Linked DNA regions of Mus musculus: region 2 is linked to region 1. A link is a contact called in public Hi-C data. All regions are on one chromosome and are shown on one strand. The core of a region is the stretch at or near the end of the contact, and the rest is flanking DNA. Distances in the headings are between cores, read along the strand shown. Region 1 holds the start of Gm51462 (a long non-coding RNA gene). Region 2 has its middle 18 kb from the start of Gm34079.

Region 1 (7,787 bases), core at 3,650-6,149:
TGTAGTAAAGCTTTAGGTCAGGCATGGTGATTCCACCAGAGGTTCTTTTATCCTTGAGAAGAGTTTTTGCTATCCTCGGTTTTTTGTTATTCCAGATGAATTTGCAAATTGCTCCTTCTAATTCGTTGAAGAATTGAGTTGGAATTTTAATGGGGATTGCATTGAATCTGTAGATTGCTTTTGGCAAGATAGCCATTTTTACAATGTTGGTCCTGCCAATCCATGAGCATGGGAGATCTTTCCATCTTCTGAGATCTTCTTTAATTTCTTTCTTCAGGGACTTGAAGTTTTTATCATACAGATCTTTCACTTCCTTCGTTAGAGTCACGCCGAGATATTTTATATTATTTGTGGCTATTGAGAAGGGTGTTGTTTCCCTAATTTCTTCACCTAAGCAGACTAAATTCCTAAGTTCCTTGGAGTCCCGGGACCAAGATGGCGACCGCTGCTGCTGTGGCTTAGGTCGCCTCCCCAGCCAGGTGGGCACCTGTCCTCCGGTCCGGAAGGTGGCCGGCTGTCCCCGGCCCACACAGGGTGCTGCCTCAGCCCCTCTGTGCTTCTGCCTGTTCCAGAGGCTGTCAGGTTCTCTGGCGCACCCTCTCACCTGTTCAGACTAATTTCCTAAGTTCGGCGGGTCCCGGACCAAGATGGCGACCGCTGCTGCTGTGGCTTAGGTCGCCTCCCCAGCCGGGCGGGCACCTGTCCTCCGGTCCGGAAGGTGGCCGGCTGTCCCCGGCCCACACAGGGTGCTGCCTCAGCCCCTCTGTGCTTCTGCCTGTTCCAGAGGCTGTCAGGTTCTCTGGCGCACCCTCTCACCTGTTCAGACTAATTTCCTAAGTTCGGCGGGTCCCGGACCAAGATGGCGACCGCTGCTGCTGTGGCTTCTGTTTCAGTCTTCTGTGGTGCCCTGATTTGTAGGCAACTGGTCGACCCACTTGTTAGCCAGTAGATCAGATGCCTGGATCCTGTGGCCCCTGAGTGAGTGAGCTGAGCCAACTTTGGGGATTTGACTGTTTAAGGTTGCTGTGTGTCGATGCAGGAACTTCCCACAGTTTCCCTGTCTTTCCATTCATTAAAGTGAAGCTTGCAACTGAACATTCTGACATACGTAGCTGAGATTTTTGGCAGCAGTACTAACCATACTCAAGAGTTTCCTCAGACTATGTTAAATTTTCATATCCTCAGGAATGCTTGCCACCTTTCTTTAATAACCTGAGCAAACACCGCTCTCAGGACTTCATTGTTTCCCATTGCACATAAGCGCCTTTTAAAAGTATGTTGGGTGTGTGTATTTATAGAATCCGGATGTATATAGGTGGGTTAGAATTTCACATCTTACAAAAACCAGTCATCTGAATGGACCTTATTGAAAAGTTGGTGAACCTTATAGAAAAGTTGGTGAAAATTGTGTGTGTGTGTGTATGTGTGTGTGTGTGTTACATAAGACCATATTTTTCTCTCCCCTTAAACTATTTGGCCATTTTACCACAAAATTATATATTTTCAAAAAGCATATATTCATGAGCTCTCACCCTTGGGGTCTGATAATAGATTTTTTTTCATTCTTTAAGTCAATAAAGAACAGAAGAGTTTAAATGGAAAGATGTCAAGATGGAGGTTCCTCTCTTCCTCCATAGTGGAAAACAGAGTCTTACTATCTGCCTTTATTTAAAGTGAAAATTAGTTGGTTTGCCTTTCTGGTTAGTTTGTTTTGTTTTTTAAATTGCTCTAAGACTCATTTTCATAATTATGCGAAGCAAAAAGTGCCAATGGCGGCGGACAGTCAGAAGGAATCCATGCTTGTTGAGCGCCCACACAATGGGAAGCTTGTATGCTTCTTGGATGGCCAGTGGTCCAGTAAGTTCTTCCTTTCAAATGTGGTGGTTGTGGCCTGAATGACAGTGACTGGCAGCAGTTGCTGTTCTCTCAGACTTCCATAAACATTACATAACGTAACACAATGTGCCTAGCTGGAACCTTAACCCAGTTTGTGACGTTTCAGAACCCAAGAAGCCCTACTCAAAGTTGGTGATTGCACTGTGGCTGCAGTACCGTACCCCTCGCCAACTACTCGGGCAAATACACAGAGGTAGGTAGGCTGAGGTCAGTGTAGCAATGGTATTGCATTTCAAATCGACACTTTACAGCCTCTACTTCTGAATAGGGGGAAGAAATGCTTGAAGAATTTACAAACTCAGCTCAGCTGATGCAGCTAAATGGGACTCAAATTCCTGCTTCCCCGGCTCCGTGGTTGACAGAATAGCCGACTGCATGAGCTTGCATTTGTCACCTGAGTCTTTTGGACTCATCACGTCTCATGTCTCTGGGTAAATTAAAATTAAATGTGATGATTTCCATTGACTTCTTCCTAAACACGTGTGGCACTAAAGAGAGGCGGGGGGGGGGGGGCGGGGGGAAACTCCCAGATGGGATTTTGGAATCTGATTTCTTCAGCCAGTGATTTTTATAAATGTACCAGGCCCGACTTGCTTGCAGATCCAGATGCTAAAATTGTATTGCAGCCGTTTGGGCAGCTTCTGAGGAAGTGGGGCTGCTTCCTGTGTGCATTTGTCAAGGTGTCTGTGGCTTTAGTTCTTCCACACACCGAGGCACACCTGGCCAGAGTGGGTGCCTCCGTTGGGTCAAGTCCAGTCAGGTTAGCAGGCAGAGATCACAGAGCCCAGAGAGCGGGAACATGTGGGCACCTTGGTTTCCTAGATTAAAAAAAAAAAAACCAAAAACCCCAAAAAAACAGACGTGAGAAGTGTCAACTAGCAGCCAAGGCACCCACGACTCAGGAGGTTGGTGGGCAAAAGGATGTGTTTTAAACGAACCAAAGAAGTGTAAGGATAGAAAGACTGAGAGAGAAGCAGCCGAGGGAGGAAACCATAGTTGTGCAGGGACGATCAAACCCAATTACCCAGGACAGCAATGCCATCCTCGGTTTAGCCAGGTTGTTCCTGTTCATGGCTGAGGGTTGGAAGGAAAGCTTAACTAAACAAATCATAGCTAAAATAAGAGAAACCATCGCTTCATGCAGCCAAGCCACGAGGGAGACAGGTTGGCACCATCCACTGGGACAATGGAGCCCACAGAAGCCGAGAGCAACGCCTTTCCTGGACGGTCCTTCCCCCTTCTCCGCTCCCACCTGGGCCTCTCTTTGAGTGTGGGTTTCATTGTCTCAGACCACTCCATGCCCCATGTGGTAGCACTGTAGTTTCCAGATTAGAGTAGAACCCTCTTCCCCTCCTTAACTACCCCAGGCACCAACATTTCCAAAAGTCCAGGCAGGTGGAGATAAAGTGATGAACCTCTTAAACCAACCCCTGTAGCCCGGGATAGATGAAAGGTTCTGTGATTGGTCCATATGTGGGATGTGCCCACCTCCTGGCCAATCACTTTGTCCAAAAGGCAGGTAAGGTTTTGATGAGTCCACCTTTACTTATCAATGCAGGGAGAGCATTGAGAGTGTATGTTTTTCACAGGGTCCAGTGCATTTTGGGGTCCCAGGTACATGAAACAAGTGGAGGTCTGGCTTCCTGTCCATACACAGTCACCATAGTCGGACAGTTGCTTCATCTATTAAGACTCAACTGGGAGCAGACAGGCTGTCTTTGTTGGCATCAGAATCTCAAAGGGTAGTTACTGTTTCATGAAGCATATTAAATATACATAATTTGTTTGGCTTTGAATCATAGTATTTAATTCCATTAGAAATTTCAAATAATATTAAGCAAGGATGCAAAATAGTTGCTTTTTTTTTTTAATGTGGATGGATTAAAGATGTTGAGACACAGCATTTAAGGGAAAAATTCTCCAACTCCTTTGTCAGCAGGAGAATCCTTTCCAATTTGGACAGTTTGTCTTGCTCTCTTCAGGTGTCTCTGGGACGCATGGAAGAAACTGAGCGGAGTGTCCAGGCCCATTCAGAGAGAGACAGGAAGGGGGTGGGGGGAGGAGGAGAAAGGGAGAGAGAGGTCAGAGTTCCTGTACTGAGGCTCTGCCATGTATCAGGTGCATTGTGTGACCCCATTACATCTTTTCTGGCAGCTCAGAGAAGGGCAACCACGTGGGCTATTTGTCACAGGTGCACAAGTCTTAAGATGAGTGTTTTGGCAACTTGCTTAGTCTCTCAGTCTGCCACGTGGCTAACAGTGACTCTTGTCTGCACCAGTGTGGAGAGGGTTGAGGAGACAGTGTCTGCAAGCTGAGAGCGAGGAAGACACTGCTCTCCTTTCTGAAACCCTGTGTTAGGATACAGGAGCAGTCTTTAAACCCAGCATCTGCTAGGGTTTGGTCCTGATGGAGCTTTAAAAACAGCCAGCCTATTTCCACTTCCTGCTTAAGGCTGCAGAAAATGGTGGGGGTGAGCCGAGGACTGAGTGGCCACAGGCAACTCACGATGGCCAGAGCCACTTCACCCTCCCCATGAAATGGAGGTGAGAACATGAACCTGCCGGGGTTTTGCTGAGGGACAGGGGAACAACCACTCCAGGTTTCTGACATAGTGCCTAACGGGCACTGGAGATGTGCGGGATCCGTGTAGCTAGTGTTACAAAGGGAGCCGAAACAGCTGCCAACTTATTTTTATTTATTTATTTATTTATTTTTACCCTGAGCTTGTAGGCCTCGCTTTGCTCAGCTTACTGGATGGCAGCCAAGCTAAATTAACACTCTTATCTTCTGGCCCCTGCAGCTGGCAGCCTCTCTGCAGGTCCTTCCAACATTCTCTTTAGGCTCAGCCATGAGTTGCCGGGAAGCCATCCCAAGCCATCCAAGCCTGCTTCTGCCCTGCACTCCTTCATCTACACACAGGCAAGACTTCCTGGGCTCTGCTCTAGGGCCAAATGAGGTCATGCTTTTACACAGGAAAAGGAAGGTCACTGGGGTGGCCTAGCCCCTGACATAGTGGAAACCCGGCACAGATCATCAAGACGTTACCGGGTTTTGTCAGTGTGAACTCAGCTAGGTGCTTTATGTTGTTAGGCAATCTAAGTCATGCCAGGGGATTCTGCCCCAGGGTTTTCTTAGACAACTTTCTGAAATTCTAAAGGTTCCGACAACCTCCTAAGAACGAGATTAAAATGCCAGTTCTACCCGAGGAGCCCTGGAATGAGGCAGAGACCCAAAAGTTCTACTAAGGTTGTAGGTGACACTCCTCAGCGAGCTGCCAACCTCTCTCTTACCACGGAGCTGGGCTCTGAGACACCATCTCTCATGCATTAATCATGGCTCTTGTCACATGTCATGTTGTTGTTGTTGTTGTACTGTCTTGTTTTATTGAGACAGGATCTCACATAGCTCACGTGGGCCTTGAACACACTATATGGCCCAGGCTAGCTTCTAACACAAGATCCTCCTATCTTCAGCCTTCCAAATGCTGAGATGACAAGAATATAACAGCATGTCCCACTTGTGTGAGTGCAGGCGCGTACACACACACACACATACACACACACACACACACGTGCATGCAGGTGCTAGTAGATGTGTGTAGAGGCCATAGGTTGATATAGGTGTCTTCCTCTACCATGCCTCTCCTTGTTTTTGTTGTTGTTGTTTGTTTGTTTTGTTTTTTTTTTTGTTTTTGTTTTGACAGTCTCTTGCTGAACTTGCTGCGCCCTGATTGGCTGGATAGACTGACCAGTAAGCTGTGGAGATCTACCTGTCTCCAACCATAGTCCTGCCCCAACCCTCCCTAACACCTTGATTCTGGCTGCCCAGTGCTGGGATTACAGGTGTTCCCAGCCACATCTGGTTTCTTTTATATGGGTCCTGAAGATTCAAACTCAGTCCCCATGCCTGTCCGGCAAAGCACTTTGTCCACAGAGCCAGCCCTATAGTTCCTTGTTTAGCTTTCACTTACCTTAAAGTTTACTTTCCAAAAATGTGTATAATTTCCTTCCAAATGACCTGCCTTTAACTCAGATGTGTGTATATTGCCATGAAATCACAATGGTAATGGGTGCTTTCTGTTTTATTGCACCTTAAGCATTTAAATGGAAAACATAGATTGTGATCATCCTTGTCTAGCACTCCTGTGGTATCCTCTTAGGCTGAGATATATCACCTGCGAGGGGCTTGGGGGAACTCCGTAGCCTGGACCACCCCCACCTTGTTTTTTAAACTCTGTAACTTCAGCAGCTGCTTTAGCCCCATGAGTGCCTGAGATCATGAGAAAGGACGGGATGGTTTTGGACACTGTGTTAATTTCAGCAAAGAGCACCTTCTCTCACCCAGCAGGCTGCTCAGGAACTGAATATCTCATCCCAGGCCAGAACACCAAAGGACTCGCCTTCAAAGCTATATCCAAATGACTTTGGGGGTGGGGTGGGGTTGTGGTCACCATTTTGTGAAAGACCTTTCAGTGATTAGAGACTAGAAAGAAAGAGAGAGAGGGAAAAAAAATCTAAATTCCCCGTCGACTCCAAGGTGCTTGTTTACAAAGTAAAACATCCCTGGTGAATCATTTCATTTATAATTAAATCTAATAATAAGCCATTGTGGCTAAATTAATTTTGAGCTAATTACATGGGAACTCCATGTCCCGTATAGCTCCTGAAGTAAAGAGTTGGGTGTCAGGTAGTGTGTTGAATGGAGGCCAAAGCCTCCAGGGACAATTCTAGAAGGCACACGAATAAAGTGCTATATTATGTTAGGAGACTGATGATCAACACCCCTGGAGACCAGAGACACTTGCATGATGGCTTTGGGGTACTCTGGAGACTGAGTGGGGTGGCTTTCTCTGCATATACCAACCTCTAAATAGTCCAGGCAAGGTCCTGCCTGAACCTCACTGGTGCTGATGATACCGAAGAGGAAGCTACATTCTGGTCACCTGTGTTTCTGAATGGCCCCTTGGTACTATGAACAACGGATGTGCCTGGGAATCTTCACAAGTAGGATCCCATTTCATCCCCCAGCAGAATCTTCACAGACATCACAAGTGTAAGAAAGCTCAGAGCTGGGATTTCCACCTCTGCTCAGTGAGGGGCTGTGCTGTCCCTCCCGCCCCTGAAATGCTGACCGTGAAGAACTGCCCCATCCAGGTGCTCCAGTGGGCATCTCTGGTTCCTCTGAGTGTGTCTTTCCTTGAGTTCCTGATTTAGTTTTAGTTCTCCAATTGGCTGATACTGACCCTTCACATTTGAATGTGAGTGGTTCTAGGGATTACCTGAGCTCTCTCGCCACTCTGAGGAGGTGAGAACGAGGGTGGCCAAGGCAACTATTAATGTGGAAACCTCAAGAAAGGGAATCTGAGGACATGGACCAAACCTACTGGGATGACTTTATCCTTGGAAGACAGGCCGCCTCTCTCTTCTGTTCTCTCCTAGCTGTTTGTCCTTGATCTGGTAGCTACATTCCTGCCTTTGATGTAGTTGTGTAGTGAAGCATCCTCCCTGTTCATCTATGAGTTTCTTTTGTGTTGTGTTTATGATTTATTCAACTTGATGTAGGGTGATTGTGTCCAGTAAAAGACCCACAGCTAGTGTGCCATGAAGGGACAAACAGAAACATCCCATTATCTGGAATTGAGGCTCTAAAAGTATATGCCTTACCCATTCCCCAAACCAGCGTCTACCTGGGGTGGGGGGTGTTTTCAACTGCTCTAGGCTAGAATACTTTCTTGGTTATGTGGCTGGTTTGGATTATTAAAATGACCTTTGAAAGAATTCACAGAGCAGGTCCTCTTCAGGGTTCAGAAGTGATCTGTTTGAATCGGAGTTTTCTCTTCCTGAGTTTAATTTTTCAGAACAAAGAGATTATGACAATGATACAGCCTCTGT
Region 2 (7,787 bases), core at 2,923-5,422, 81 kb after region 1:
CAAAGCGATCGTGTTGTGGTTTGGAAACAGCAGCATTTCCTGGCCAGGCTCAGCCCAAAGTCAGCAAGTGCTGGTGGGCTCTGGACCAGTGGCAGCCCAGAGCTTGGAGAGCCAGGTGCAACCCTTACTCTGAGGGCTTTATCTCAGCAAGGCACATGAAATCATAGTGTGTAGGATATGACATGATATGTGTGTGTATATATGTATATATGTGTGTGTGTGTATGTATATATGTGTGTGTATATATATATATGTGTGTGTGTGTATGTGTGTATATATATATGTGTGTGTGTATGTATATATGTGTGTGTATATATATATGTGTGTGTGTGTGTGTGTATGTGTGTGTATATATACATGTATATGTATGTATATATGTGTGTATACATATATATGATATAATCATATACAATACTATATTTATAGCACACACACACACACACTGTTATAAAAATAGAGGCCTAAGCATAATCAATGAGCGAGGCCGAGTCTGACCAAGCACTGCAGCTGGCGGTGAGTACAGTCTTAACAACTCACACTTTTACCCTCTGCAAGTTCTTTGCAGGGCCGCTGAGGGCGGAGGCCTGTCTGCACAAGGAGATAGGGTACAATGTCTGACCTTGTTTGGGCTTAAAGGCCTCCAAGTAACTTGTCCCAGCACTTAGAGGTGCATCAAAGCCAAATGTCTCCAAAAACTGGGCCTTGAGCCACCAGGAGAGGAGAAGAGGCCATGGACTTGGCAGGAGCCATGTCATCTGAGTGGAGGTTGGAACCAGGCCCTGGGGAGTGAAATCGCTCTGAGGAGAGGACAAAGGCTTCCCTATAGCATCCTGCATCCCGACCTCACTCAGCTGTATAGCTATGAAGGCATACGCTGTGCTAAGCCCTGTAGAGTAAGGGATGGGCGGGGAGGAGAACTCGGGGCTGATGAATGGAGAGTTTGGGTATATTCTATTATCCCTATTCTGGGAGCACCTCCTTGTCCTCCACATTTAGAAGATGAGGACATGAGGTGTAAACAGACTGAGGGTCTCAGTGTAGACACACCTTTTCTAAATATAAACTTGCGACATCTCCAGACTAAGGGTGCATCTGGAGTCTGAGGAACATGAGGGTGGCAGTGTGTGGAATTGGAGAGTGGCACCTCCAGAGTTGGCCTCTCACGGCTCAAAAGATAGCTCAGCCTCCCTTCTGCATTGCCCACCATTCTCCAGTTTCAGAGGACGTCAGAGGAGCCCTTGAGAACTTGAGTTCAGGGCCAAAGGGAAGGCAGACCCAGGCAGTGTGGCACAGAGGCAAGTACCCGAGTCTCAGAGGAAGCAGAGCTTGCAGCAACTCAGAGCCTGCTAGCCTAACCCCAGGCTGTGCTGAAAGAAATCTCTCCTTTGATTACAAAGAGAAATGGGACCTTAACGTAGCTGTTACTTAATAACTTCGGGTTTCCAAGGTAGATAAAAATCTCCAGCATGTTTAGCCCTGGGGTGTAGACATCAAAGGACACTGGTGGAGCCCTTGGGTGGCCACCTGATCCTACCTCCTCCTCCGGAGTCATCTGTGGTCTGTGGCTAGAAGCACCCTGCTCTGGGCCTCCCCACATCTGTCCTTATGCCACCAGAGGTACAGCTGGGGTGGCCAAAGGCAGCGAGTCTGTGTGGGATGTGCTTCCACACGCACCTGCAGACTTGTTGGCCCTGCTGTTGAAAGATGCATGAACCGCTACCCCCATCCCCTGGCGAGCACACAGACAGTATGGCTGACAGGAACCAGAGGGCCAGCTCAAGTCTGTCTATGCTTCATTCACCCATGCCTGGTGCATCCAACCACGTTGGGCTGTCACTATCCCCACAGGGCTACCTGGAGGCACACACAGCTTCCTGAGAGCAGTGTGCATCCCTGAGCTGGTATGGGGCTACAGAAAGGGCATCGAGACGCTACCAAGAGCAGCTCCAAGTTCAGGTGTCTGCTTTGAGTCTGTGGAGAAGTGAGGCCTACTCTCTAGAGAAACTCCTCTTTGCCTCTTTCACATCCGACGAACTATGTCTGGTTTTCATCAGGAGGATCCTTTATTTCTAAGGCATTAAGAACATCTGGCATTAATAATCCCAGCACACTGAAACCACAGGGCAGCAGCAGCAGCAGCTGGGGAGTCCCAGAACCTGAGAAGGCCCCGTGGGGACACCTGGGAAGTTGACCACAGCTTCCAGAGGAAGGGCCCAAATTCCCTCCACAAACTTCTGGCCCATAGACAGCTGTGGCATGAAGGCAGCTTTTTAGAAAATGTGCAGCGATTTTAGGATCCGGGATTATTTTCATAAGTAAGAAGATACGGAAGCCACATCATTCCACATTCGCAAGAGTCGCTTCAAGCCAGGGATGCTACACTTCCTTATTTCCCAGGAATGAGCTTAGATGTCCTGAGCCCTATAAGCATATGGCCCTCAATTTCTTCAACCACAACCCACCTAAGGGTGCTTCGGGTGGGCATGGTGGTATTTGGTAGACAATGGAGATTAAGACTTCAGGAAAACCTTCTCCAGAAGGAGTCATGTCCACCCCCTTGCCCTGTGAGCCAGGGACATAGACTGTAAGAGTATACATGTTTAATGTCCTTGGTGGCCATGCGCTAAAGGCTTGGTCCCCAGAGTAGGGCTTTGGCGAGATAGTAGAACCTTTAAGAAGTAGGGCAGAAGAGGAGGTCCTTAGGTCACTGGGGACATGCCCTTGGAGAGGACTCCGGGCCAACAGCTTCTTCCTATTCTCATGATTCCTGTCCATGAGGTGGGAAGCTTCGTTCCATCATATGTTCCCACCATAGTGCGCTGCCTCACCACATGGCCAAAGCAACAGAGACAGCCAATCAGGCTGCAACCATCAACACTGTGAACAAAAACAACCCTTTCCCCCCTTCATAAGTAGGTTATTCAAGGTGTTTTGTTATAGTACCAGAGAGCTTACTACCATACTGTGGAGTCATGAGAGTGTAGGGGCTAGATGCCAAGGTCTCTACTTTGACTTTCTTTCTCGTTTCCTCGCTCATCCATACATGTCTGATCTTTTTGAGCTATCCAAAAGTGAGGTTTTCTTGTGGGTAGCCCTGTCCCCAAGGTCCTGTATCTTGGGTAATCTCTTGAATTCCCACAAGCCTCTACTATATTTGGCACACAGTGTTGGCAGGTCTAGCCTGTGGTTGGATATCCTCACTGCCCCTGACTCTGCAGATTTCTCTAACTTTTAAAAAATCATTTTCTTTAATGTGTATGGGTGTTTTACCTCTGTGTGTATATGTGACTCACTCACATGACCTGTCCATAGAAACCAGAAGAGGGGGTCGGATTCTGTGAACGGGGGTTGAGAGTTGAGAGTTGCTATGTGGGTGCTGGGACTCAAACCTCGGTCCTTTGCCAGAGCAATCGGTGCCCTTAACGGCTGAACCATCTCTCTAGCCCAGACTTGGTCCATTTCTTACCATGTCTGGTCATACTTGTCTTCCCTCAGTCCCAGGACACACCCAGCATCTGCTTACCTCAGAGCTGCCCACCACACAGTTCTGTCTGGAGCATTCCTCCCTGGCCGTTTCCTGTCTGACGGCTTTGCATCCTTCAGACTCTCTGGCCACATCTGCCTCCCTCACCTCCTCCTTCTTGGGAACTTGTATTCACGTGGTCCGTTTTTGTTACAGTCAGTCTGTTTTTCCCTTGGGGATGGGCCCCAGTTCAGTACAGCCCACTCCAGTCCCAGAGTAAATGAGTAAAATTTAACCTTGAATCTCTTGCAATCAGGCTGTGAAATTTTAGCTTCAACTCCTCCATGTTCTTTGTCTAATGTGGGTGCAAGTATCTGTTCCCACAACACTCTCTCAGGACTGCTAAGGAGGGATGGCATTCCGGTGTACACAGCTCAGCTTGCTGGCTCAAGCCATGGAAGCATTGGCTTCCTTCTAGCATTGGGACTTCATTATTACAGACTGGCCTTCCAAGGTGTGCCCTGCCTCACACTTGTGCCCGGCAGGAAGAAGAGGCTGAGACCCTAGAAAGGAGTGGGTGGGGGCTGGTTTTGGTGACACCTCCTAGGGGCTCTGTTCCATCGACTCCCCCCACCAGCCTGGCCCCATCCGTGGGTCTCTCCACAAAGCCCACCAAGGCACGCTCTGTCTCCCCTTGGCTTTGAGGCAAGTCATCTTTTCACACTGCTGGTGTCTGTTGTAAGATCTCCCCACTTCCCTTGCTGCTCTCTGCTCCCTGATACACTGCCAATCTGTAAACGTTGTTTTGGTTTTTTTCCTTTGTTGTTTTGATGCTGTAAAGTCTGCCTTGTTAACACCAGGTGCTGAAAAATGAAAACTTATCTTATCCATCAGCATCATCAAAGCAAGGTGGGGTAGGATGGTTTCAACTAGTCCTGAGTGTCCCAAGGGCATCTGGCCTCTCATCAATTGCCCTCTCCCCGAGGGGCACAACACTATACACGAAAGCCCTGTGCAGCTGCCCTGCCTCAGCTCTGCTCAGTGAGGTCTCACAAGATGTGCTCGAGAGCTGGCACTTCTCTGCCGAGGGTGTACCTTCTGTTTCCTGCCATTTGACTGTGAGGTTCTAAGAATAGGATTTTTTTCTGGCAGCAGAGTTTTAACCACCTAGAAAGCTTCATTAAGCGTTCCCACTGCATTTTTTTAATTGAATTAGTAGCAAGAGAGTATTTTTAGGACCAAGGTGATTATTTCATGTAACAGATACATGTCTGGATATTCTTAAACCTCTATATAGGCCAGAACAGCTAGAGAGCAGGCTCCCTGAGTCTGAGAGTACAGTGGCTTGCTTCTTAGACTCGACATCAGCATGACAGCTAGTTATTCATTCATTCATTATTTATGCCCTCAATTTTTTTTTCCCTAAGCAGAGCAGGGAGGAATCTTTAAATGAACATGTAGCTGAGTCTGGCTTCAACTCCTGATAATGAACATGTATTAGAGTCCTCAACTCTGGATAATGAACATGGATCAGAATCTTCATCTCTACCTCCGAGTGCAGATATCCAGGCGTTCACCTGAGTACAAACCTTTAGGAAAGACTTTTTGTTTTGTTTTGTTTTGTTTTGTTTTGTTTTGTTTTGTTTTGTTTTGTTCTTATAGTGTTGTACAGAGTGGTGAGTCCTAGGTGGTTTTAAGTTTCCTTTTCGTTGCTGGTCTGAGTGTGACTTCTTCCCAGACTTCAGCTGCATTTGGGGTGTGTGTGTGTGTGTGTGTGTGTGTGTGTTTCAGAGGAGCCAGGATATCATTGGGTGGAGAATTTTTGTATAAGTACAAATAGCATCAGACAATCTTGCTAGGAAGGAGCAGCAGGTTCGGAAAGCAAGCAGCCTCACAGTCAAAGCTTGGGAGTGAGCATTGTCTTGTCAGCTACAGTGGCCATTTGAAGCTGAGGTACTGGACGGCATGTTCTCAAAAAGGCTCTAGTGAAGACCACCACATGAAACATTCCATGTAAAACTCTTGGGTTTTTCTGGAAGGGCCTTTCTGTACAAGAGGGACGAGAATTATGTCACATGTCAATATTGCTAATGAGAACAATGCAGTGCGCACTCTGGCCTCAGTTCCAGGTCAATGCTCTCCAACTGTTGACCGGCAACGCTGGCCTTGCCCAGCAGAAGCAGAGGACAGATCTATGGAGATGGTCTGCATTTGCATGTGGCAGGCTTGGCAAAGTGACTCAAGAGGGATCCTGAAAGGAACCCAAGGGTGAGGTGGGGCGGGGTGGGTGGGGTGGGATGAGTTCTATTTGTGGAATGTTCCACCTCCTCTGAGATAGGTTTGCCAATTGAGACACATCAGTGAGATTCCCCGCAGAGATAAGGGACTGGGCAAGAGTGGCCCAGAGGAAGGTGGCATGTGAAGACAACTCCGGAAGGTGGCCACAGGCACATGTGGAAGTCAAGTTATTTCTTGCTCTCTTTTGATATTGGTTGTATCAGATGACTCTGTCCTTTAATCTCATGTTTCTATGCTTGTCTTCAGAGTTTCAGTATTTCTTATGACTCTTCTTCTGCCAAATATGGCAAACCCAGGGGATTTCTGTAGAGGGCCATGCATCGTCTCCTCTGAAGTAGCGTACAGTACCTTGATTCTGGGCTTGCCTTATTGGGCTGTCAAATCACCATCATCCACTTAGCTTAGCTTCCTATAGAGTAAGCTGAGGGCAGTTCACGTACGGTCTAGACACTGGACCCTAACCTTGTTCACAGCACCAATGTCATCACCGTCACGAGCCTGGATAGTCCAGGGCAATCTCAGCTGCTGGCAGGAGTGCCCAGCGCCCAGGACAGCAAAGAGCCAGCACTGAATCCCTGGGCTCTGGCTTGGTGGTGTTGGAGGTCCCAGCTCACCACAGTTCTTTCCTTATGACTAGATTCTCTTCCACTGAGCACAGGGTATAACATTAATACGAAAGACAGCGAGGAGACATGGACACTGGGAAGCCCACACTCAGTTTTAAGGCTTGCGCTAAGCGGTGGTAGTTCTGTCTCCCAGGCCTCCACACCTTCCTCTCCTCCTTCCAATCTCTTCACACTTGCTTGTCTGCAGAGCTCCTGGGCCACCGAGGTTCCAAAAGGATGGGATGCTCTGCTCTTCTGCAGCCTCCCCACCCCCACCCCAGCCTCCTGCTGCTGTCCCGATGTTGGTGCCATTTTTCTCCTTGGCATTAACACAACTCTTCTCCGAAGCTGTTTGCCTCAACTCTCACTAGATCCCACCTCCCATTTCTCAGAGACCCTGTTTTGGCCATGCTTCAGATGCAAACCAACACAGTGCATTTAGCATCAAAGGCTGAATGGATCCAGTCGCGGACAGTTTTGTTGTTGCCCTTGAACAATGCGCTAAGCAGAACTGATTTTGACAAACCTTTGATGAGATCTATGGCAGTGGCATGCGGTCACAGGAACTCAAGTATTCTCTGACTTAAATCATATTGCATGGCTCTACTAAAAATTTTATTTGACATAAAAAAAGGATACAATTTTCCAAGGTTTCTCGGCTTGAAGAGAGCTAAATGGACGTGTTTAAAACAGCAGCAGCAATCCAATGCTTGCTTATTAAAGAATTAATCTCTTGTTTGCCGTCTTAAGTGAATGGGTACAGCATAGCAAAAATGTGGGGGAGCTGATATTTCCAAATATAACAGAACAAAAGTTAGGTTTAAAAACACATGAAATACACATACACACACAGAGAAGATATAGTAACCATACATGCTGGGGTGGTAACTTAGGCATTGTCTTCATGGGCTGCTCTGGCCCACAGAATTGCTTTTGTAATCACAGCAAGGCATTTTAATTTGAATTAGAAGTGATGGGAATAAACACTGCACTGAGAATTCCCAGAAGGCGATGGGACTGAGACTGTTCCCAACCTGAGCCAGGCACCAGGCTTCCCTCGTAGGGGTCTGCCTGCTGCTTTCCTGAACGGTGGAGCTATAAGAGCAGCTCACAACCAGCTTTCTTAGGCTCTCTCAAGTAGTCGCTTACACTAATGATGTCAGGACAGGGATCTGTGCTTTCCTAAGATTCCCTAACAGCCCAGACACCTGAAAACAAGCGGCACACACCGAAGGAGACTTAAAACTCTCTGTGCGTTATTTAGATCACGACAGCTCTGACCACCGAGTCTGCATGCTCTCACAGAGTGGGGCTAACTCTTTGGCCTGTGAATCTAACAGTAACTTCTACCAGTTTCAGAGAATTACAAAGTGCCTTGGCTTATTTTGAGACTACTTGATAATATTGTGAATATTTAATAA

What was found. A called contact is a pair of places that touch in the nucleus more often than the background predicts.
Region 2: a contact with region 1 is called in a Hi-C map of double positive thymocytes, with 3 times the contacts expected there. The contact joins two enhancer-like sites. A contact is called at or near these places in 5 of 484 Hi-C or Micro-C datasets (B cells, DN3 thymocytes, Sertoli cells and 2 more) and 4 of 115 datasets of contacts at active chromatin or transcription factors (the 230-238 cell line, double positive thymocytes, memory CD8 T cells and 1 more).

The regions. Positions count from the first base shown.
Region 1 is chr7:67,417,147-67,424,933 of GRCm38.p6, forward strand. It overlaps Gm51462 (a long non-coding RNA gene), which reads left to right and starts at 2,013. Exons shown (of 2, transcript XR_003946700.1): 1 at 2,013-2,089; 2 at 2,165-2,353. Within about 2 kb of position 4,900, at least 35 of the 459 cell types and tissues checked have an H3K27ac peak or open chromatin away from gene starts, as enhancers often do. A contact at or near this core is called in double positive thymocytes and memory CD8 T cells, where this site is marked.
Region 2 is chr7:67,498,994-67,506,780 of GRCm38.p6, forward strand. No RefSeq gene overlaps it. Among named protein-coding and RNA genes, the nearest start is that of Gm34079, 18 kb to the right of the region's middle. Within about 2 kb of position 4,173, at least 44 of the 459 cell types and tissues checked have an H3K27ac peak or open chromatin away from gene starts, as enhancers often do. A contact at or near this core is called in double positive thymocytes and memory CD8 T cells, where this site is marked.